2 separate regions of the Mus musculus genome follow, and region 1 is linked to region 2. The links are chromatin contacts, called in public HiChIP or PLAC-seq maps. All regions are on one chromosome and are shown on one strand. The core of a region is the stretch at or near the end of the contact, and the rest is flanking DNA. Distances in the headings are between cores, read along the strand shown.

What was found. HiChIP or PLAC-seq counts read pairs in DNA pulled down with a chosen protein or histone mark.
Region 1: a contact with region 2 is called in an H3K4me3 HiChIP or PLAC-seq map of stem cell-derived neural progenitor cells, with 3 times the contacts expected there. The contact joins the promoter of Gmpr here to the promoter of Ranbp9 in region 2. A contact is called at or near these places in 2 of 39 promoter capture datasets (hippocampal neurons and pre-B cells) and 2 of 115 datasets of contacts at active chromatin or transcription factors (embryonic limb bud and stem cell-derived neural progenitor cells).

The regions. Positions count from the first base shown.
Region 1 is chr13:45,505,844-45,509,493 of GRCm38.p6, forward strand. It overlaps Gmpr (guanosine monophosphate reductase), which reads left to right and starts at 1,601. Exons shown (of 9, transcript NM_025508.5): 1 at 1,601-1,900. The coding sequence starts at 1,814.
Region 2 is chr13:43,479,158-43,482,811 of GRCm38.p6, forward strand. Ranbp9 (RAN binding protein 9) reads right to left here and starts at 1,816. Exons shown (of 14, transcript NM_019930.2): 1 at 1,255-1,816. The coding sequence starts at 1,771.

The DNA of each region.
Region 1 (3,650 bases), core at 351-2,850, 2.0 Mb after region 2:
TTTTGTTTTGTTTTGTTCTGCTCCTGTGTTCATCCCCCCCCCCCCCCCACACACACACACATACACACTTTTCTGCTTTAGCTGGAACACTGGTCATGCTCATTGCCACTGACTGACACAGTCTCAAACCCACCCCCTCTTTGGATAATCACCCAATGGTTTCTTCTTGAGCACACTGGAGGCCTGTCTCAACACTTGGTGGGCACACTGAGAGGGGAATTAGGGAAGCCAAAACTTTTAGCCTTTTGTAAGTAAGGGCACAGTAAAGAAAGCTCCAGGATGGTGAGTTTTCATTAGTTCTGGAGAAGGTTTTTGTCTTAGTCACCGTTCTGTGGCTGTGAAGGACCAACCAAAGCAGCTCTTATAAAAGAAAGTATTTCTTTGGAGCTCGATTACAGTTTTGGAGGCTTAGTCCATTACCATTATGCCAGACAGCATGCCAAGCAGATGGAATGACCCTGGGCCTCAAAGCCCACCCCCCACCCCCCAGTGACATACTTCCTCCAACAAGGCCACACCTCCTAATCCTTCTAATCTCTTCAAAAAGGTTCACTGTTCACAGGTTGATTACTAAGCATTCAAATATGGGAGCCCATAGGGGCCATTCCTGCTCAAACCACCACACTTTTTATTGTAGATAAGAAAGAAAGAACAGCCAGAGGCACCTGGAGGAGTCCAGAGCAGAGAGGAAAAGAAGACTGGTTGTGGATAGGCTTTTTGTGGGGAGGATAGAGAAAATAATGGGGGGGGAGAAGAATAGCAAAAATGATGAGAGACTCCTACCCTCTACAAGGAGGAGGTGGGAGAGCAGGTCAGCTGGAACAGCCTTGGAACTAGCATAGTGGAGGGTGAGTTGGGGAGGTGAGAACAAGAAGGCTCTCTATCACAGGGGCCTTGACATTTCTTACAAATGTGTGTTACCAGAGGAGCCTGGAGGTTGACTTTGGTCTGTGATATGTAATCATGGGTATATGCCAAAGAAGGTGGCCCTTTCTCACGTATTCCGAAAGAATCCTGCATGTGAGCTCTGATCTCCAGCAATCTTTTTGTCTACCTTGCCAGCATTCAGCAGGAGCTAAGCATTTGACTATCATTTTGGACCAAGTCAGTGAGCTCTCTGCTTCTCCCTCCTTAGAGGGGGTTTGGGAATTCACTTTGGAACACATATGAAGGCCATACTCTACAGCCAGGCTTAGTGGCTCATGTCTTTGGCAGAGGCAGGCAGATCTCTTGTGAGTTTGAGGCAGGCCTGGTCTACATAGTGAGTTCCAAGACAGCAAGAGCTACATAGTGAAACCCGGTCCTAAACAAAACGGAACAAAACAAAACGTACTCTCTGGTCTCCTAACCTTCTCCTTTGGTCACCCCTATGAGTACGATCAGGGTATACCCCGGGGAATGGGAGACTTTGTGCAAGTCTAATCCGCACCCATTTCGCAGCTCAGCCCAGGTCAGAGCTCTCTAGGGTGCTGCATGGCAGAATCCAGGCTCACTGCTAGACTCAAGCAGAAGGAGGGGGCGCTTAGGCAGAGAGAACTGGGCCCGGGGCGGGGCTCAGCTCAGAGACCCGGGATGTGGGCGGGACCTGGAAGCCGGGGGCGGGGCGCTCCCTTGGGGCGCCTGGCGTTGGGGAACGGAGCTGGGGGCTCCGGGTGCGCGGGCATAAGAACAAGGCGTGCGCACCGGGTTCGCGGAGCACCAGTCTGCGCACAGCCACCCGGGCGCCACTGTACGCACGCGCCCCGCAGCTCCCGGCTGACGCCGGCCTTCGCACCGCCTCCGCCGCAGGAAGCTACCGCGCACCGCTAGCACCATGCCCCGCATAGACGCGGACCTTAAACTCGACTTCAAGGATGTTCTGCTGCGACCTAAGCGGAGCAGCCTCAAGAGCCGATCCGAGGTGGGGCCGCTGGCATACCGCCTTCGGGTTGGCAAGGGGGAAGTGGGTGCAAAGGGAGGCACAGGGTGCCTTAATTGTGCCCGAGGCAGGGGCGTCACACCCTTTCCCCCACCTGAGAAAGGGGGAAGGCCAGTCGGTTTTCTCTTACACCTGGATTGTCTCTAGTTAGGGCCAGTGACAAGGGGGTGCTAGTTCGGGCCTGGAATTATAAATGCGTCTGCCTACCGGTGGTGGGCTTGGGGAAGTTCACACTGACACAGAGGAGCTAAGATCAACCAACCGAATGTCCAGTGACTTTAAAAGGAATGGTCTCAGGAGAGGCGCTCCGGGGAGGAGAGGAAACAGTGGGGCTAGGATGAAAGGAAGGGAAATACAACTGCAGATTCAAGCTTGGAATTTGGAACAGTGTTTCCTGGCGCTGGGACCTGCCTCTGCTGATTTAGCATCAGGTCCTGTGTCTGCGAACCGGGCGGAAAAGCCGGGCGCTCCCGGCAGGCACTTCTTTTCTTTTCTCTTTTCTTTTCTTTCTTTCTTTCTTTCTTTTTTTTTTTCTTGAGTTTAAATGGTCTTGCAGGAGCTGAGCTGGGGACCTGCTTTTTGGTGGCACTCTGCGGTACTGGACAGCTTGCAGTTCCAGCCCAGAGTAATGCAAGCGGACAGCGCTGGGGTGAGGGTCATTTGGGCCATTTGGAAGTTAGTTGTACCATGATAAGATGAGCGCCTGGGAACAGGTGGAGACGGGAGACGGCCGAGGTCAGACCTTGAAGGATAAATAGTTTTCTAGAAAGGCGGAGCTCGCTGGTGGAGTTGTTCCTGAACCGTGGCTTGGCTCTGTTGGGGGGAGTTCAGGAGGAAGAGCCTGAAAGGACAGGGGCGGGGGTTGGGGGAAGCTAAGCCTGCCTGCCCGCCCCATCCCTTTTGCTCAACAAACAAGACCATAAATAAATCCCCTCAGCAAACAACTCGCTCCGGTGCCCAGGCCCGACTGCAGTGCCTGCAGCTGCCAGCTGAGGGTTGGTATGAATTAGGACTGCCTTCTGGGCTAGCCAATGAGAGAGTAGAACTTTCCTGAAGCAGGGGTATTGGCAGCTTGGAGGCAGAACTGGACCAGGCAAGACTTGGGGGGTGGGTTAAGGGGGAGTGATGGACTCTTACCCATCCAGATTAGATGCCACTGGGGCTGCTGGTCATCCTGTGCTTTCAGATGCTAAAAAACAGGGCAAACCCTTGGAACAAAAATAAACACTAGAGAACCCCCCCCCCTGCACCCACCCCTACCCCCGGAGTGTTGAATAGAAACTAGGAGCCAGTAAATTCCTAAACCCAGGTCAGGATGAAGTGTTTGCATTCTAGGCTGACTAATAATTTGGTGGCTTCAGTGTTTGTCTGTTTTTTTTTTTAATGTTTGTTTAAATTTTAGTTAGACATGAGCCACTTATTTATAAACACATACACGTTTATCCATCCACAGCAAGGGTCTATGCATTTTCTGAACTAGCAAAGCTCTTGAGAAAGGGCAGTGTTAATATTTACGTGAGCCGTATGATGTCATGCAACCCCTGGTTTGGGGCTGATGGCCTCTCTTAATGTCCCAGCCTGGGTTGAATCTTGGAATCTGTGTATACCTGTCACAGTGAGAATTGTGCCCTAGAGGACTGTTGTCTCATATTGTAGCTTTTGTGAGAGAACTACCTGGATTGGCTCTTCCGATTGTTTGTGGTCTAGCCTCCTGTGGCTGGCCACTCCTGCC
Region 2 (3,654 bases), core at 566-3,065:
AGTAACAATCTACAAGGAAAGCAACAAAATGTCCTAACTGAAAGGAAGAAGAAAAAAAAAACTTCAGTATTTTGAAATTTTCAGCCACTTACACCAAGGAACATAACGTTCAAAATAATAAGTACTTCTTTGGATCTATGGCAAGAATAAAAAGGAATGTTCAACAAGGCCCATCTTTGTGTAGATTCTTTACAGCCAAAGCATTCAGCAGATTTCTGTTGCCATAAGCGTTTCTAATTAAATAGTAGCCGATTTGTCAAGAGTCTTCGCAAACCCTGTTCTGAATTCTTTCAGAATCTTACAGCAAGGTTGTTTATATCCTCACTAGGAGCCAAAGACCCTTCCTTTAGAGCCAATCAAAATGAGCCTGCTTAGAATGTAAAATCCTCTGCTTTAGATTTAGGGCCTAAAACACCGACTGTGTTCAAACTGATACCACTGCATTTTTTTCTTTGCCCCTTCCACACAGCTAAACTTGACGTATGCCATTAATCTGAGCTACATTTCAAAAACCCCTTACTGGCATTTATAATCTTCTATACAACCAGTTTGCTTAAAGCTTTGTTTTAACCTAGGAAAAAGTGGGGATGGGAGAAAGCAGCAGCCTAAGGTGGTTAACTTTGTTAACTGCAGGTGCAAAATATAAGCCAGTTTTGGTTTTTTTTTTTTTGTTTTTTGTTTTTGAAAATGCTAATCGGTATGTTTTAAAACCCTTGTTTTCAACAAAACTTCATGTAACACCAACCCGGAAACACGGGGCATTTCCAATCCGGAGGGGGGGGGGGTCTGCTCCCCGAAGAAAACAGGGAATCCTGAGGTTCCTCTCCCAGTTGCTTTCAGTAAGGTGCAATGATGGCCAACTTGGGCCCCTTGTCCTTTTGTCCCCCTAGACAATCTCTGGCCTAATTTGGGACAAATCCTCCACTGATCACGCCTCCCTCCCCCTCCTGTGGATCTCTGTTCTCCCTTAATTAGAAACTGTACCTCGGAATCGTGCCTCTCACCCCTGCTGCGTAAGAGGAGATGGCCTGACCCTCCACCTGGAGAACAATGTAACCCAACTCCGGCCCATAGATTTATCTCCAGGAAATCAGAAGGTGCGATGTGTCTGGTCATCCCGGATTCCCTCAAAGCGTCCAGCTCCGGGCCTAGGGATCCCAGCTCCTTCCCACCTGGGACCCCACTCTCACCTTCCCTCGCCCAGAGCCTCGCCCCGCACCGTCCGATCTCTCCGCCGGACCCCGCGCCCCGTACCTTTGTAGTGCACCCGCAGGTTGTTCTGCGAGAGGCCGATGTAGCTGAACTTGTCCTTCGGGCTCCAGGACCGGGGCAGCGGCGTCTCCTGCTCATCCACAGCCGGGTAGAGGCGCTTCAGCCGCCTCTGCAGCTCCTTCTCCTGCTCGTTGAGGGCCGAGTCGCCGTGCGGGAAAGGGGCAGCGGCGCTGCTGCCCGCCGCCAGGCCCGGGACCGGGACGCCTGCGGCCGGGCCGGGGCCCACCGCCAGGCCGGGCGGCGCGGTGGCGGGGGCGGCCGCCGAGGCGGGGGGCGGCGGCGCGGCGGTGGCCGGGGGAGGCGGCGGCGGCGGCGGCGGGTGGAGCAGCAGGGCGGCCGCTGCGGCCCCCAAGCCTCCACCGGGCGAGCCGGCCGGGGAGGAGCCGGCGCTGGCGGCCGCGGCCGCGGGCAGGGCGACTCCGGAGCCCGGGGCCCCGGCGGCGGGCGGCGGCGGCGGCGGCTGCTGTTGCGGCGGCGGTGGCGGCGGCTGCCCGGACATCCCGGCCGCGACTCAGCCTGCGGCACCTCCACTCGTCCCTGCTTCCTCCTGCGCTTCCCGGGGGCGCTGTCGCTGCGGCCGCCGGCACCAGGCGCCCAGAGTCCGCCCGCCCCGGAAGCAGGCGGCGGGCCGCGCGGCCCGGCGGAGCGCGGCGGTTGAGGAGACCGACCGCGGGCGGGCGCGAGGGAGCGTTGGCCAGGCGCTGGCGGGCACGCGACCGGGAGCGATGCGGTGGGACAGCGAGGGGAGCGGGCGGAAGGGCGCGCGGCCCTGGGCGACGCGGTGAAGCGGGGAAGAGAGACTGCGAGGAGGTGCGAGCGGCCGCGGCGGCCGCTGCTCTCGCGGCTGTTTCCCGGCGGGCGAGCGAGCGGGCGGGCGGCGCGAGACGCTGCGCGCGGGCGGCGCCAGGCGAGGAGGCGGGCCGCGGCGCGAGGGGCGGGCCTGGTGCGCGCGCGGACGGCCTTCTCCGCGGCCTGGGGCTCGCCGGCGCGGGCGAGGACGCGGGCGCGGGTTCGGCCGCGGGCCTCCGGTGGCTGCGGGATCCTAGCTGCGCCGACCGGCGGCCTCGTCGCGTCTCGACGGGCCGTCCCCCTCAGCCGCCGGGAGGCCGCAGCGCGCCCAGGCGAGAGCAATCGAGCCCTGCTGCGCCGCCGGGAGCTGAGCCCGGGGTTTCTAACGCCTTACCGCCTAGCTAGCGGGTCAATAAAGGGCCCTTGGAAACCATTTCTGAAGGCGAAGTCTCCCGCTTCATGAGTGACCCTCTCGTTAATTAATTAATTTATGAGGAGTCCGAGTGAACTTAATGGGGGAGAAACAGCCACGTTAGGAATACCAATCAAGACGGGCAGATCGTCAAAGGGCAGGAATGCGAACTGTGTGAGCGTTTAGGAAGGGCTTCTGGAGACAGACGTCAAAACATTTTATAAGCTCATTAATTCTCATCATAGGCCTCTTTGTTAGGTAGCAGAGAATTATGCCCATTTTTTTTTAAACATGGAAATATTTACTGAGGTCAGCAGAGTTTTAAAAAAGGAGACTTCCTACTTTGCAATTCTCAGTAGAGTGCTTGGTCAACCCGTGTGGCACAATTTGCCAAGTGTTGCTCTCTGACCCCCACATAGCATTACTAGTCTGTTTTCGGCACTTCCCTTTGTTTAACCTACCCTTTCCTTAGCCCGGCAAAAATCAGGCTTCACTCCCATAATCTACATGGTACAGATTCCGATGCTGTGTTAGCTTCCGGAGATGATATGCTGGCTCTGATTGGACCGTATAAGCATGGAATGGTTGGTTAATAGAGAACTAGTTATTTTGTTTTTGAAGCGAATGGGTCAATGGTGACTTAATCGAAGACTCCCATGGACATAGCGCCTAGCCAGTTGTAGCAGTCCTTCTGCCTAATTTCCATCTTAAATTACCCACACTAGACACTCCATTGTTCATTAGTAATAAAATGCCCCATAACTCTAACCTCGGCTCTACATTTTTTTTAACAAATCACAGCATGTTTACATGACGCCACTGAATTTAAAAAACACTAAAACTTTCGTTTATACTAAAATAAAAGGAGTTCAATGGAAGCCATGTTCTACATATTGGTAGCCAAGATGGACCCCACGGGCTCCAAGCCTCATCAAACAACCTTGACATTCATTAAGATTTTACACATGGACTGGTGAGACGGCTCAGCAGTTAAGAGCACCGATTGCTCTTCCAGAGGTCCTGAGTTCAATTCCCAGCAACCACATGGTGACTCACAACCATCTGTACTGGGGTCTGATGGCCCCTCTGGTGTGTCTGAAGACAACTACAGTGTACTTATATAAATAATAAATAAATAAATATTAAGAAAAAAAGATTTTAGTCATGAAATTTTTCTGTCA